2 separate regions of the Mus musculus genome follow, and region 1 is linked to region 2. A link is a contact called in public Hi-C data. All regions are on one chromosome and are shown on one strand. Each heading gives the region's core, a stretch centred on a gene start, on an enhancer-like site or on the middle of the called end of the contact. The rest is flanking DNA. Distances are from core to core; before and after follow the strand shown.

Region 1 (7,325 bases), core at 4,820-7,319, 78 kb after region 2:
AGCTACTGGGTTTGTTTTGCTTTTAATTTTCTTAATGCATTCTATTTTGAATCACCTATCACTTACTATGTGTGTACCCACTTGTGTGTATGCCTACATATGTGTTACAGATAGCAGAGAGTCCCGGCTTGGATTCTGGGAACTCAACCCATGTTCTCCACAAGAGCCAGAAGCTCTTAACCGGCTGAGACATCTCTCCGGTTCCTTGTTTCTTTCTTGAGATGGTCGGTCTCTCATATATTCACTCAGATTAGCTTTACAGCTCTGGGTATCTTCCTGCCTTAGCAGTCTAAGTGCTGAGGTGCCAGGCATGAGCCCTACACAGCATTTATTTAATTTATTTCAGTTTAAACTGTCCTTGGACAAAGTAGTTGCAGTTAGACTGAATTAGTTCTCTGTAAATAATTGATCCTATGAAAGGTTGAAAACCATCTTGAGTTGGAAAACGTGAAAAATATGTCTGTTTTCATATATATAGTTTCATATTTACATACAATTTATTTTATATATTTGTGAAGTCTGTGAAGTCGAATGTGATATTTTGATTTGTGAATACCTGTTCAAGTAACCAACTCAGGATAATTTGTATACACCTCACCTTAAACTTTCATCAGTTCTGGGCTGGGGAATGCTTATCTACAGTATAGGAAAATCCTGGGCTTGACCCGTGGCCCTGCATAAAACCAGGTATGATACAGCACCCCTGTGTCACCAGCATTTGGGTGATAGAAGCAGGAAGGTGAGACAGGGCCAGCCTTAGATATGGCGAGTTGGAGACCAGTGTGGGCTACAAGAGGCAATGCTCACTTCCTCCCTCCCTCTCTCTCCTTCCCCTCCCCCTCTGCTCCTTCAGCAGTCCTAAGAATTGAATTTACAAGGCAAGTGCTGAGCTACAGCCCCAGTCTTGAGACCATGTTTAAAACTAAAATTTACGTCTTATCATTTCTTTATGGTGAGTACATTCACATTTTCCTCTATTTTAAGCTATGCAATGTATTCTTGTTTACTGCGCTCAGCCTGCCACCCTATTGAATAGCGCAATGGTACTGAGTGCTTCAAGCTTCTTCGTTCGGCCTGTACCTCCTTTAAAATTGTGAGTGCACACACAAGGTGTTCAGGCAGCATTCAACATTGTCTTTTAAATGTCATGTGACCAGAATTTCTGAAGAAGTAAACTTAAGGACAAGTTCAGCCTGCTCTTCCTGCAACGTGCATTTGTTTTTGAGTGATCTCAAACTGTTTTTGATGAGAGAATTAACCCTCTCGGGGAAACATCTTAGTCTCTGACTGTCCCATGGGAGAGTGTCGGGGAGGACACCTGCGCCCTGTACCCTGTGCTGCCTGGGCCTGCTAGACAGAATCTGTAACTGACGCCTCTGAGGGAGGGGTGGAAACCAGGGCCAGCTGCCTTACTGTTCCACCACAAAGGACAAGACAGCAAATCTTCAGATATTAACAAAACCCAACACAAGGAGACCTTGTAGACTTGCATCTTAGTGTTGGGTGGGCAGCATAGTAGCACCTCTGTTTCACATAGGATAGGCACGTGATAAATGTGTATTGGGGGCTGGGGATGCTGCACACTTTGTTAAAGGGCCTGCCTAGCGCGCATGAAACCCTAAGATACGAGAGTATTCTACCTGCTGAGTGGTGGTGGCACATAACTTTTATCCTTGCACTCAGGAGGTAGAGGCAGGCTGATCGCTGTAAGTTCGAGAGCAGCCTGGTCTACAGAGTTCCAGGAGAGACAGTGTGACACAAAGAAACCCTGTCTCGAAAAACAAAACAAAACAAAACAAAACAAGTATTCTACTAGCACTGAATAAAAAACAAAAAACCAAACTGAGCATAGTGATTCATGTATGCCCTAAATAGGCAAGAGGAACAGAAATTCTAGGTCGTGTCCCATAAAGGTCCCAGGCTAGCCTGAGCTAACCTGGAAAAACCCAGAGCAACCAGTGAAGGCAAACTCTCTAACTGGGTAGTGCTGCTGTGTACCTTTAATCCCTGCACTCCGGGGACAGAGGCAGACAGACCCCTTTGAGTTCAAGGCCAGCCTGGTCTACAAGAGGGAGAGTTCCAGGACTACACAGAGAAATCCTGCCTTAAAACAAACAAACAAACAAAACCCCCCTAACTCTGAGGTTTTGTTATGTAACCCAAACTAACCCCAAACTTACTATGTGGCCCAGGCTAACCTTGGGTTCGTGGGAATCCTCCTGCATCAGGCTGCCTGGTGCTAAAATTATAGGTATGTGCCACCAAGCCTGGCTGAGCCTGTTTACTGTACCAGTATCCTTGAAGGTATTTGGGAAGGGAAAGGAGAGGGAGTAAGAGAGAGAAATAAAAGTGTGGACTGGCCCTGCAGTGGTGGCGCATGTCTTTAATCCCAGCACTCGGGAGGCAGAGGCAGGCAGATTTCTGAGTTCCGGGCCAGCCTGGTCTACAAAGTGAGTTCCAGGATAACCAGGGCTACACAGAGAAACCCTGTCTTGGAAAAACAAAACAAAACAAAACAAAACAACAAAGGAAAGAAAACAAAACAAAAAAACAAAACAAAAAAAGTGTGGACTGACTCAGGTGAGGGTAGAAGGGGGCATGAGAAGGGGATCTGTGGGAACAAAATGCCTGAATAATGTAGGGAGGAGCCTCTGGGGGGAAGGGCAATCCAGCCCCTGGGCTGGAAAGTTCAGAGTTGGGGGCAAGGTATGACAGGTGGGAATGCTGAGGGATGCTGGCAGAACCTGGAGATGTTAAATATGCACTTCAGCCCAGGTCCTGGGATCATAAACCAAACACCTGGTCCCTTTTTTTTTTTTTAACATTTATTATTATATGTAAGTACACTGTAGCTGTTTTCCAATGCATTAGAAGAGGGCGTCAGATCTCATTATGAGTGGTTGGGAGCCACCATGTGGTTGCTGGGATTTGAACTCAGGACCTTCGGAAGAGCAGTCAGTGCTCATACCCGCTGAGCCATCTCACCAGCCCACCTGGTCCCTTAAAATACAATCTTACTTTTTAAGTTTTGTCTTGTTGGGTTGTTTTGTTTTGTTTTTTCTTTAAACCAGGGATTCCCTATGTAGTTTATGCTGGCCTTGAACTCACAATCTGTCTCAGTCTCACAAGTGCTTGGATTACAGGGGTGTGCCACCTGATCTAGCTGTTTTGTGTTTTCCTTATTTTATTGAGTGTTAAGTGTGGTGTGTGGTGTGTGTGTGTGTGTGTGTGTGTGTGTGTGTGTGTGTGAGTGCACATGCACATGGGGCCATGTGCGGCCATGTAGGGCCAGAGGTCTATGCAGGTGCCTTTCTCATTTGTTCTCCAGGTGTTTTGGATGATTGGTTCTTTTTCTTTTCTTTTCTTTTCTTTTCTTTTTTTTTTTTTTTTTTTTTTTTTTTTTTTTTTTTTTTTTTTTTGGTTTTTCGAGACAGGGTTTCTCTGTATAGCCCTGGCTATCCTGGAACTCACTTTGTAGACCAGGCTGGCCTGGAACTCAGAAATCTGCCTGTCTCTGCCTCCCGAGTGCTGGGATTAAAGACATGTGCCACCACACCTGGCTGTTTTTGTTTTAAACATGGTCTCTCACTGATTTGTCCAGGCTGGCCAAGGTGCTTCAAGGATCCCCCAGTTTCTCCATTCTCCTTGCTGGGACTGCGGGTCACAAGCCCACCTCACTAGATGTCATGATCTGGGGATCTGAATTCATGTCCTGTGGACTCCTGCACCACCTGACTGGCCCAATTCTTCATCCCCTCGATTTTAATTTTCAAAAGTAAGAAAACACACATTTTTATAGCCTGGACAATAAGCATAAGGGAAACAGCTTGTGCTCCAAGCAGGCCCAGGCAAGGCCTTCCTCAGCCCTAGACTGGATACTGCTAGCTGGAAATCTTTGACCTTGCAATCTTTCTGAACATTTCAAGGCTAGTGGATGTGAAAAGCTTTGTGAAGAATTTCCCAGGAACTTGAATAATACAATCTCACAAAATGGGGGAACGTTGATACTATTTGTATCAAATCGGTGGGACAAACAGTGCCTCCTCCTCTATTTTCAAATGTGCTGACTTTATTGTTCTCCCCTGCTTTTGCTGTGGGGATAGAACTCAATGCCCTTAATCCTAGGCTCTGCATCAAAGCCACACCCAGGCTGTTTCAGCAGCGTTTTTAAGTTCCTACCATCCTGAGGAAGGACTAGGGTGGACCTTAAAGTCACATGCTCACTGGATCCCTCCCTCATATCCATCTACCGACTATGAATCCTTGGATACACAAAAATTTGCCTTCTTTGGTTAATCCCCTTCCCTTTCTCTATTGGTAATCTGTATGCCATTGGGTTGTTATAAGGATTACATACGATGATATACGCAATGTTTTTTTGTTCTTTGTTTTGTTTTTTGAATAGTACCTGATACAAAATGAGAACTTTCAAGTTTGGGCCAGAGACATGGTTCAAAGCTAGAGTGTTTGTCTCAGAGTGCACAAGGCCTTGGGTTCCATCCCCCACCCCTCAGCACTGTAAGGGGTGGGGGAGGGGAGATGCTAATGTTCTCTAAATATTCAAAAATTAAATTGAAGTAGGGTGTGGTCTCAGTCTCACAAGTCTATACTGTCTTCCCTCCAGAGACTTGGCTACAACACTTATGGCTAGCCTGAACTAGATTGTGAGAAATTCTTTCTCAACAAACAAGACAAATTGAGATAGGTGACACACTTACAAATAACTAAAAGCAACTTGAAAGTCTGTTTCTAAATGAATGAACCCCAAAGAAACTGGCCTTCCGAAATAAGTGGAGAAACCAAATTTTATCCTGAAAAACCGAGTTGTTCCCAATAAACACTTAAATGACCATGAATAAGGACCAAGTGTTATTAGCTAAATTAATGTTTTCATTGATACTCAAGTAACCTGTATCAAATCTAGGGACAAGATATTTATCTGGCATCTAGATTCAATGCTCTTACTGATTTTAAATCACTAATTCCTTCACTCATCCACAGAGCCTCGCTTTGTGGCTCTCAGACTTGGCTGAAACTCACTCACTACCTACCCCATGCAGGCCTCAGGCTCAAGCTAACCCTCCAACTTCAGCCACTGAAGCATCAGGATTTCAGACACGAATCATGGCACCGGGCTCACCTGACATCATTTCATCTTTTCCCCCTAGCATTTTAATGCTTAGTGACGGGTAATCTAACAAAATTTCAATTTAAGACTTATTGGCTGCCATGTTAATACAATGAGTATTTAATCAAGTGGAGGAAGAAAACAGACAGGCCCTTTCTTTGCTAGTACGAGAGAAATCTTCGTGTTTTGATAATGCCGATGGCGACTAAGCAGACCTAAGCCAATGTGGTGTTTAAGCGTCGGGAGAGAGACGAATGGCCTGGATGTGTAACCTTCAGCATCAGACGCTCAAAGGACAGGCACATTTCCAGTAACAGCTTCATTTCCCCGCGCGTTCCCCGGGGAAAGAGGGCGGCGAGTTCTGTTGATGGCATCAGCTGACATCACTGGCTGGGATCATGGGGACGCTGGGCCCACCTCAGCGGTGGCCTGACTGCATCAACCTCTGGGTTTCCCAGCTCCTGCCACGTGAGCCGCCCTAATATGGCCAGGCTCAGGAGCAGCCCAGGAGGGCTTCCTTTCTCCGGCTGAAGGAGAGAAAGCTAGAAACAAATGCTTAAAGTCAAACCCAACCTGAAGAAAAGCAAATGGGGATTTGGGTTCCCGCCTGGTCAAATGTAAATCCTTAGTCTGCAGAAGATCCAACCTTGGGTTATCAATCATTACATTAAAAAAACAAAGCTTTTGCCCCCGCCCCCTTCTTTGCTGCTCCTGAACCTTCTGCAGCCCTGGGACAGACCCCAAACCCCTCGTCCCCCTTTAATGACCCGAGAAGCCCTGGGGGCGGGGTGGGCTGCTGGGGGCCTGGTGTCGGAGCCTCTGGTCCTAGCAGCCTAGGGGGAGATGCTGCAAGGCGTGTCTGGGCTGTGCTCATGTGATGAAGGGAGGGAAAAACAAGGAGGGGGGAGGAGGCTACGAGGTGGCTTTTTTTTTTTTTTTTTCTTTTAAGGAGTTTGCCACGAGCGCGTCCCCTTCATTCTCAGTCCGGGTGTGTTCTCAGCAGGATCGTGGAGAGCGGGTGCTCCTCACCCCTTAGTCCCTGTGGTCCTGGGCGCACATCTCCTCGCCCCTCTGCTTCTCCGCGGTCCCAGGAAGACGGCTAGCCGGCGAGAGTAGGAAAGCCACTGAGCCATGGGTGCAGGCAGTTCCACCGAGCAGCGGAGCCCCGAGCAGCCGGCGGAGAGCGACACGCCGAGCGAGCTGGAGCTCAGTGGCCATGGGCCCGCAGCGGAAGCGTCGGGAGCAGCTGGAGATCCCGCTGACGCGGACCCCGCCACCAAGGTAAGCTGCAGCCACCTGCCCGGGTGGGGCGGGATGGAGATGGGGCGTCCCGGCGGTTTCCGCCTGCCACAACTTCCCGCCGGTACAGCCCATCTGCAAACTCGAGCGCAGCCCTGTGCAGTCTCTGGGGTCTTTTGCACCGGGGCGGGGCTGGCATCTTTGTGGAGGGTCTCTAAGGGCGGCGACCTAGCCAGCCCTTCTGCAACCATCATATCTGCCCTGACCGCCGTTCTCTAGTCTTTCTTCTCTCTTCCGGTGGGCTGGCAGCCTGGGGGATGGCCGGTGGGGCATCCGTAAGAATTGACCACGGCCAGGCTTCTTAAGCCACTTTACACACCCCTAGATCCCAGGTCCCAGAGTGGGGAAGTCGGGACCTGCTTTGAAGCAGGGCAAACCTAGGTTCTAGGTTCCCCGCCCAGTGTTGGCCTTGATACCAGCTTCCACCCGGGCCACCAGGTCTGGTACCCAGAGTCCTGCGGCAGCGCCTGGGACACCGCCTAGCTAATGCAGAGAGCCATGCATGTAGCTCTCTTCCAGACAGAGAGAACCGGAGCAGAAGCACGAATGGAGGGATAGGCAAAGCTCCTGGAGTCCTGTCTCCCTTTCTCACAGTTTACTGCCTGTGGACTCAGTTGGATAAACAAACATTGGAGTTAGAAGTTCTGCACGGATGTAGGAAAAGGCTTAAGTAAGCGTTCCTTGCACTCTTTCTGTCGAGTCCACTGTAAAGCTCTAGATATACTGCATTTTATAGGGATGCTTAGTTTGAGACTGGAATATTTGACCCTGCCCTGCCCATCACAGCCTTTACCTTTGTGTCTTGCTCTCATTATTGTATTTTACTTCTGTTCCTTTTGTTTTGTTATTGTTTAGGGTTGTTAATTAATTAATTTGCTTACTTGTTTTAAGACTGGGT
Region 2 (7,426 bases), core at 152-2,651:
CAAAGGTTATCAGAAAATCAGCGTAAACTAGGAATAGGGAGCTGGCTCCATTTTTCTGAGACACAGGGTCTTGATAGGAGAATTTGGCAAGATTTGGGGGAGTCCCCATCAATCTGGACTTTATTTTGGGGCCAAGTAAAGAGCCACTGGAATAAGCCAGGCCTGATAGCACCAGAGACTGAGGGAAAAATGGCCAGGTCAAGACATGCCTGGGCTGCAGAAACAGTTCAAAAATCAGCCTGAGAAACTCACTGACACCCGCCTCAAAATAATCAAAAAGAAGTAAAGAGGAGAGAGCAGAGCCAACAAGATGGCTCTGTGGATAAAGGTGCCTGATGCCAAGCCTGAGGACGCAGGTTCAATCCCCAAGACTCACATGGTTGAAGGAGACAACTACCTGGCACAAATTTTCCTCTGATTTCTACAACATGCACTAACTTAAATATATAACAGGCAGTGGTGGTGCATGCCTTTAATCCCAGCACTTGGGAGGCAGAAGCAGGCAGATTTCTGAGTTCAAGGCCAGCCTGGTCTACAGAGTGAGTTCCAGGACAGCCAGGGCTACACAGAGAAACCCTGTCTCAAACAAACAAACAAACAAACAAAAACAAACAAAAAAAAAGAGTTTATTTACTTTGGGGCTGAAGAGATAGCTCAGCGGTTAACAGCACCGACTGCTCTTCCAAAGGTCACGAGTTCAAATCCCAGTTTGGCCAACTGCTCCAAAGAGCTGGGACTTGATCCATGGTAGCCTTTTGTTCCTACTTCCAACTTTGGACCCAAGGAAAGCCAAATGTATACAGTCACATGGGATGCCCACCCCTCCCCCATTTTCAGTAGCATAGCAGCCTACGGTCAACATGGACTGAGGACCAGTGGCTTTCTAGAGACGCTCCAGGCCTTCAGCCCCAGATTGAGTCCAGCTTCATGGACCGAACAGTCCTTCCAACATAGAGTCAGACTTTGGCTAACTCTCTAGTTCCCATCATGTAGGCCAAGCTAATAAATTTTACTTCATATATGACATTCATTCTTCTGGTTCATTCTAGGGAACATTGGCTAGTCCAGCAAAATTCCTAAGAGCACTAGGCACTAAAATGGATGCTTTGTCAAGGCCATGAGGGTTAGAGGTAGACTCAAACACAGGCATTGAATGGAGGTGTTGGGGATGTAACCAAGGCGATGACATTTTTAGGACAGTGGCTCCTCAATCCTTGTAACCCTCAAATCACCTTTGAGAAGCCCTCTGGATTCTTAAAACACCCCACCCTGTCCCCAGATGTGCTGACTCGGCTTCTCTGGGAGAGCCTGAAGTCATTTCTTTAAAAGCCCCTCTGGTGATCCTGATGTTTAGCCTTGGCAAGGGCTGCTGCCTGGAGCGGAGTGCATGATTCTTGGACGGGTGCCCGTAGGCGGGACCAATGGAGATAAAGAATCCCAGACCTCTGCTTCATCAGCAAGGACCAAGGCAATGATGTCTGAGGGAGGGAGAACTTTGAGGCAAGTGGTAGCTGCTTTGGCATGCCGGGTAACATGCAGACCTGCAGGCAAGTGAGCATGGCCTTCGAGCATCTGGGAAGCTGCTGGAGCTGCGGAGAATCTAATACTGACGACCTCTAGACTTTGACATTCGGGTAGGAAAGAGAAGTCCCTCGGCGCCATCCCTCGCTGTGTCCTTCATCTGGAGGATGTGAAAATTACTGTCAGCGACTCTAATTGATTTAGCCGGGCAATCAGCAGTGATCATCTGCAACAGATATGTCTGTGTCCTGGAGTGGCTGAGCATCTGCAGCGCAATCAGCCTGACCCTCTCACACTCAAATGCTGGAAGAAAAGTCTCTAGCGGTGTCTCCTATAAACCCTGCTCTTTGACAGTGGTCACCGTTAGACTCCTCCAGTGGGTGATGTTAACTGACTGGAAAGCCTGTTTTCACAAATACATCCTAATCCATAAAATATACAAGGATCTTTGACCCTCCCCCCTCCCCCAACTCCCATATTCCCAAAAGGCAAAAATCACGTCTGTGAAAATGCCTGACCTAATCAATTTTCAAATTAACTTGAAATTGCTATTTAAGTTCAAATGGAGTAACTGTCAGAGGAGTCGTGACTCTGGAACACAGACATGAGCCTGATCTGGTAATTGGCACAAAATAGAAAACGGAGTGATTTTATGGTGCACAGGGACAAGCATAGGCCCATCTGGGCAATTTACATGAAAATTCGTCTCCCTTCAATCCTCCTGCTTCTCCTTGAGGCATAGACACCATAGGCACTGCCTTATTTCTGAGTGTCGGGGCATCCTGTGCTCTCTGCTGGGAGCGCTCTCCTACCTGGGCCATCAGCCCTTAGGATCTAGCATAGAAGGCAATCCTTTTCCTTTTTTTTTTTCTTTGTATTTATGTATTGAGGTGAGGGTGTGGCAGACTTGGAAGCCGATGTTACAGAAGGATTGGCTGAGATCACCCTGGCATAGAAAAGACAATATCATCTGAGAGGAAAGAGACAGAACAAAGGATGAAGATGGTGGCAATACTGGACAGAAGGTGGGAGGAGGGATCTATGAGCCCAGGATTGGCGGTAGACGTGACCCCCCAAACGCCCCCAGCTCCTCATCCTGCCCGCTGCCCTGGCCACATTGTCCTCAGGCTTCCAGGGCACATGGCTGAAAGGGAGCTGTCAGACTTGTAGACTCAAGAACAGTCAGGCTGTTGAGAACTGCACGGCTTCAGGAATTGATGGAACTGGGGTCCTGAGGGAATGAAGGAAGGACAGACACACGTACAGAAAAGCTGGGGACAGGTGGTGGGCTGTATTTCTCTGAGAGAGGGCACCAGCTACAATCTGGAAGCCTCGTTTATTTTGTGCACATGAATAGAGGAGGCAGCTTTATTGGATACAACTGAATAAGGAAGGAGGTAGGTTTGTAGCATAGAGCTGAACGAGAAGGCAGGTTTAGCTAATCTTAGTAGGAGGTCCCTGGTGGGGAGCAATCCCAGCTTGCAGTCACCCAGGAGGAAGAACCTGTGACCGATAGTTTCTTTACACGCTGTCAACATTCACCTTTGGACCGAAGGACCTGAGGACGGAGGACCGGAGGATAGCTTTACCATCCCTTCGAGCCTCACCTGAGGAAGGCTTTGCCACTCCATGGGTCTGAGCCAGGCCCTGAGGGTCTTAACATGGCTGTGTGGGTGTGTCCATGCCAAAGATACACATCCACATTGGCTCCTCCATCCTTACACAAGCACTCGAGACTTGGTCTACTCCCAAATCAGACAGTCAACATCAGCAGTCCCTCTCCTCTGTGGGAGGTGGTTGCTGGGCCCCCTTCATTGACAGACCATGGATACTGTCTCTGGAGACCCCGATAGCCTGTCTCTCTGTTGTGTAGCTATGCTGCTCTTAGAAGTTTGCACAAAAGGGCGACAAATTCAAAGGTCTTTTCCTTGCTCTGCTTAGGAAATCAATGTTTAAATTAAGGAGACTGGAAGGATCAGCACAGGAAAGCAGGGCTAGGTGTAGGGAGACTTTTCATGCGGGACCTTAGAGCCAGCAACCAGCGCTCCAAAGGAGTAGGGAATTATGGGAGTGCTTTGGCCAGCAAGGTTAGCTCTCCACCAGAATCCATGAATTCTAGCAAGCACAAAGAGAAAATACTTGGAGAGAGATGTTAGTCTGTACCTGTAGTGGCTATTCCTGGTTGTCAACTTGACAATATTTGGAATGAACTACAATCCGGAATTGGAAGGCTCACCAGTGACCCTTATCTGGAGGCTTGGAGATCCTTATCTGGATCTTGGTTTGAAGATCTTGAGCCATAGTGGCTATGGATTCCAGAAGATTGAATCTCCGAGTTAAGGAACACACCTTTAATCTGGGCTATGCCTTTCATCTGGGATTAAAGGTGTGGTGGAACACACCTTTAATCTGGGCTACACCTTTTGCTGGAGACAATATAAGGACATTGGAAGAAGGGAGTCTAGCTCTTGCTCCTGCTCCTTCGCCTGCTTGCTGCGTGAGACTGAGTAACTGCTAGATCCTTGGACTTCCATTCACAGCTGTGACTGAACGATTGTTGGGAATTGAGCTGCCGACTGTAAGTCATCAATAAATTCCTTTATTATCTAGAGACTATCCATAAGTTCTGTGACTCTAGAGAACCCTGACTAATACAGAAGTTGGTACCAGGAGTGGTTCTAGAGTAACAGAAGTACAAGGATGAATCTTTTAAAATTCTGGAATTGGCTTGTTGATCCACCAGCACTTTCAACTATTGAAACCTCTACAGATTCTCTCCCTCCTGGGAGCTCAGAGAATTTTGAAGACCCATGGTTGAAACTATATTCCGAACTTAAAGAAGCTAATGCCCTTGATTTTCTTAATGAATTAGGTGATTCAGTGCACAAAGCTTTCTACAAGATGGGGAAAAAATCGAAAAATGATTTTACTGGCTGGCTGCTCTTAGTATCTGTGGAAAAAATGATGAATGAAAGGAAGGAGTTGTGTGATAAAATCGAAAGGCTCCAGACACAAGTAAACGATCTAAAAGTTGCTAAGTGTGTCCTTGAGGAGAATCTTCTCTCTTGTAGCAATAGAGCTCAAGTTGCAGAAAATCAAACAGAAACTCTCATTGTAAGGTTGGCTGAACTACAGCGAAAATTCAAGTCTCAGCCTCAGAGTGTGTCGACAGTTAAAGTAAGGGCTCTAATTGGCAAAGAATGGGATCCTACAACATGGGATGGGGATGTGTGGGAAGACCATGTTGAAGCTGAGAATTTTGAATCCTCAGATTCTCAAGGGTTTGCCCTACCTGAGGAAGTAGTACCCTCAGCCCCACCTCTTGAAATAATGCCTTCCCCACATGAGGAAATTAATTTTGCAGAGTCTGCTCACGGCCCACCAATAGTTTCTTCTAGACCTGTAACCAGACTCAAAGCAAAACAGGCTCCTAGAGGGGAGGTAGAAAGTGTAGTCCATGAGGAAATTCGCTACACTACTAAGGAGCTTAATGAGTTTGCTAATTCATTCAAGCAGAAACCTGGTGAATATGTGTGGGAATGGATTTTAAGGGTGTGGGATAAGGGTGGAAGGAACATAAAACTAGAGCAGGCTGAGTTTATTGACATGGGTCCTCTGAGTAGAGATTCTAGGTTTAATACGGAAGCTCGCATAGTTAAAAAAGGTGTCAAAAGTTTGTTTGAATGGTTGGCTGAGGTGTTTATCAAAAGATGGCCTACTGGAAATGACTTGGAGATGCCTGATATTCCATGGCTTAGTGTTGATGAAGGGATTTTAAGACTTAGGGAAATTGCAATGCTAGAGTGGATAATATTGTGTAAAGCATAATTGTCCACAATGGGAAGGTCCAGAAGATATGCCTTTCACCAGCTCTATAAGACGCAAATTGGTGAGAGGGGCACCAGCACATTTGAAGGGTTTTGTTCTTTCCCTTTTCCTTGTGCCAGATCTTAGCATTGGAGATGCTTCTGCTCAATTAGATGAATTAAATTCACTGGGTTTAGTTGGATTCCGAGGTAACAAGGGCCAGGTGGCAGCATTGAATCGCCCGAGACAAGGTGATTCTAGTTATTATAATGGACAGCGTAGACAAAAGAATGTTTATAATAACATACCCAGTAATGGTCAGCACAGGAGAGGTGAAATTTATAATGGCATGACTCGGTTGGACCTTTGGTACTGGCTAACCAATCATGGTGTTTCCAGGAATGAAATACATAGGAAGCCTACTGCATATTTGTTTGATCTGTATAAGCAGAAAAATTCTCAAACAAATGAAAGAAAGGCTACATTAGATCGTGGTAAACAGCCAAATGAAAGAAAGGCTACATTAGATCGTGGTAAACAGCAATCTCGGCCAGTGAATCAATTTCCAGACTTGAGACAGTTTGCAGATCCAGAACCCCTTGAATGAAGGGGTGGCCAGGTTCCACTGAGGAAGGATCTTGATAAGACACTCAAAGGTTTTGCTGTTACCCTTTCTCCAGTTCTTCCCCAGAGGGACCTACGGCCTTTTACAAGGGTAACTGTACACTGGGGAAAAGGAAATAATCAGACTTTTCGGGGTCTGCTGGATACTGGTTCTGAGTTGACACTGATCCCAGGGGATCCCAAGAAACATTGTGGCCCTCCAGTTAAAGTAGGGGCTTATGGAGGGCAGGTGATTAATGGAGTTTTGACTGATGTCCGACTCACAGTAGGTCCAGTAGGTCCCCGGACACATCCTGTGGTGATTTCCCCAGTTCCAGAATGTATAATTGGGATAGATATACTCAGAAATTGGCAGAATTCTCATATTGGTTCCCTGAACTGTAGAGTGAGGGCTATTATGGTTGGAAAGGCCAAATGGAAGCCTTTAGAGTTGCCTCTGCCAAAGAAAATAGTGAATCAAAAACAGTATCGTATTCCTGGAGGAATTGCAGAAATTACTGCCACTATCAAGGACTTGAAAGATGCAGGGGTGGTGGTTCCCACCACATCTCCGTTTAACTCTCCTATCTGGCCAGTGCAGAAAACAGATGGATCATGGAGAATGACAGTTGATTATCGAAAACTAAATCAGGTGGTAACTCCAATTGCAGCTGCTGTACCAGATGTAGTTTCGTTACTTGAGCAAATTAACACATCTCCTGGCACCTGGTATGCGGCTATTGATCTGGCAAATGCCTTCTTCTCAGTACCTGTCCATAAGGACCACCAGAAGCAATTTGCTTTCAGTTGGCAAGGCCAACAGTATACCTTCACAGTTTTGCCTCAAGGATATATTAACTCTCCTGCCCTGTGTCATAATTTAGTTAGAAGGGATCTTGATCGTTTGGATCTTCCACAAAATATCACATTGGTGCACTATATTGATGACATTATGCTGATTGGACCAAGTGAGCAGGAAGTAGCAACCACTTTGGACTCATTGGTAACACATATGCGTATCAGAGGATGGGAAATAAATCCAACCAAAATTCAAGGACCATCTACCTCAGTGAAATTCTTAGGAGTCCAGTGGTGTGGAGCATGCAGAGATATTCCTTCTAAGGTGAAAGATAAGTTATTGCACCTGGCCCCTCCTACAACCAAGAAAGAAGCACAACGTTTAGTGGGCCTATTTGGATTCTGGAGACAACACATCCCTCGCTTGGGTGTGTTACTTAGGCCTATTTACCAAGTGACTCGGAAAGCTGCTAGCTTTGTGTGGGGCCTGGAACAGGAGAAGGCCCTTCAACAGGTCCAGGCTGCTGTGCAGGCTGCTCTACCACTTGGACCATATGACCCAGCAGATCCGATGGTACTTGAGGTGTCTGTGGCTGATAGAGATGCTGTTTGGAGCCTCTGGCAGGCCCCTGTAGGTGAATCACAGAAAAGGCCTTTGGGATTTTGGAGCAAAGCTCTACCATCATCTGCAGACAAC

The links. Hi-C and Micro-C count contacts between places; a contact is called where the count stands out from the background.
Region 1: a contact with region 2 is called in a Hi-C map of the N1E-115 cell line, with 2.6 times the contacts expected there. The contact joins the promoter of Akap12 here to the enhancer-like site in region 2. A contact is called at or near these places in 7 of 39 promoter capture datasets (the 3T3-L1 cell line, 3T3-L1-derived adipocytes, the C10 cell line and 3 more), 1 of 484 Hi-C or Micro-C datasets (the N1E-115 cell line), 3 of 115 datasets of contacts at active chromatin or transcription factors (embryonic stem cells, epiblast stem cells and stem cell-derived neural progenitor cells) and 3 of 9 other capture datasets (adipose tissue, liver and pancreatic islet).

The regions. Positions count from the first base shown.
Region 1 is chr10:4,260,260-4,267,584 of GRCm38.p6, forward strand. Akap12 (A kinase (PRKA) anchor protein (gravin) 12) reads left to right here and starts at 6,070. Exons shown (of 4, transcript NM_031185.3): 1 at 6,070-6,409. The coding sequence starts at 6,260.
Region 2 is chr10:4,187,415-4,194,840 of GRCm38.p6, forward strand. No RefSeq gene overlaps it. Among named protein-coding and RNA genes, the nearest start is that of Gm25369, 21 kb to the left of the region's middle. Within about 2 kb of position 1,402, at least 19 of the 459 cell types and tissues checked have an H3K27ac peak or open chromatin away from gene starts, as enhancers often do. A contact at or near this core is called in the N1E-115 cell line, where this site is marked.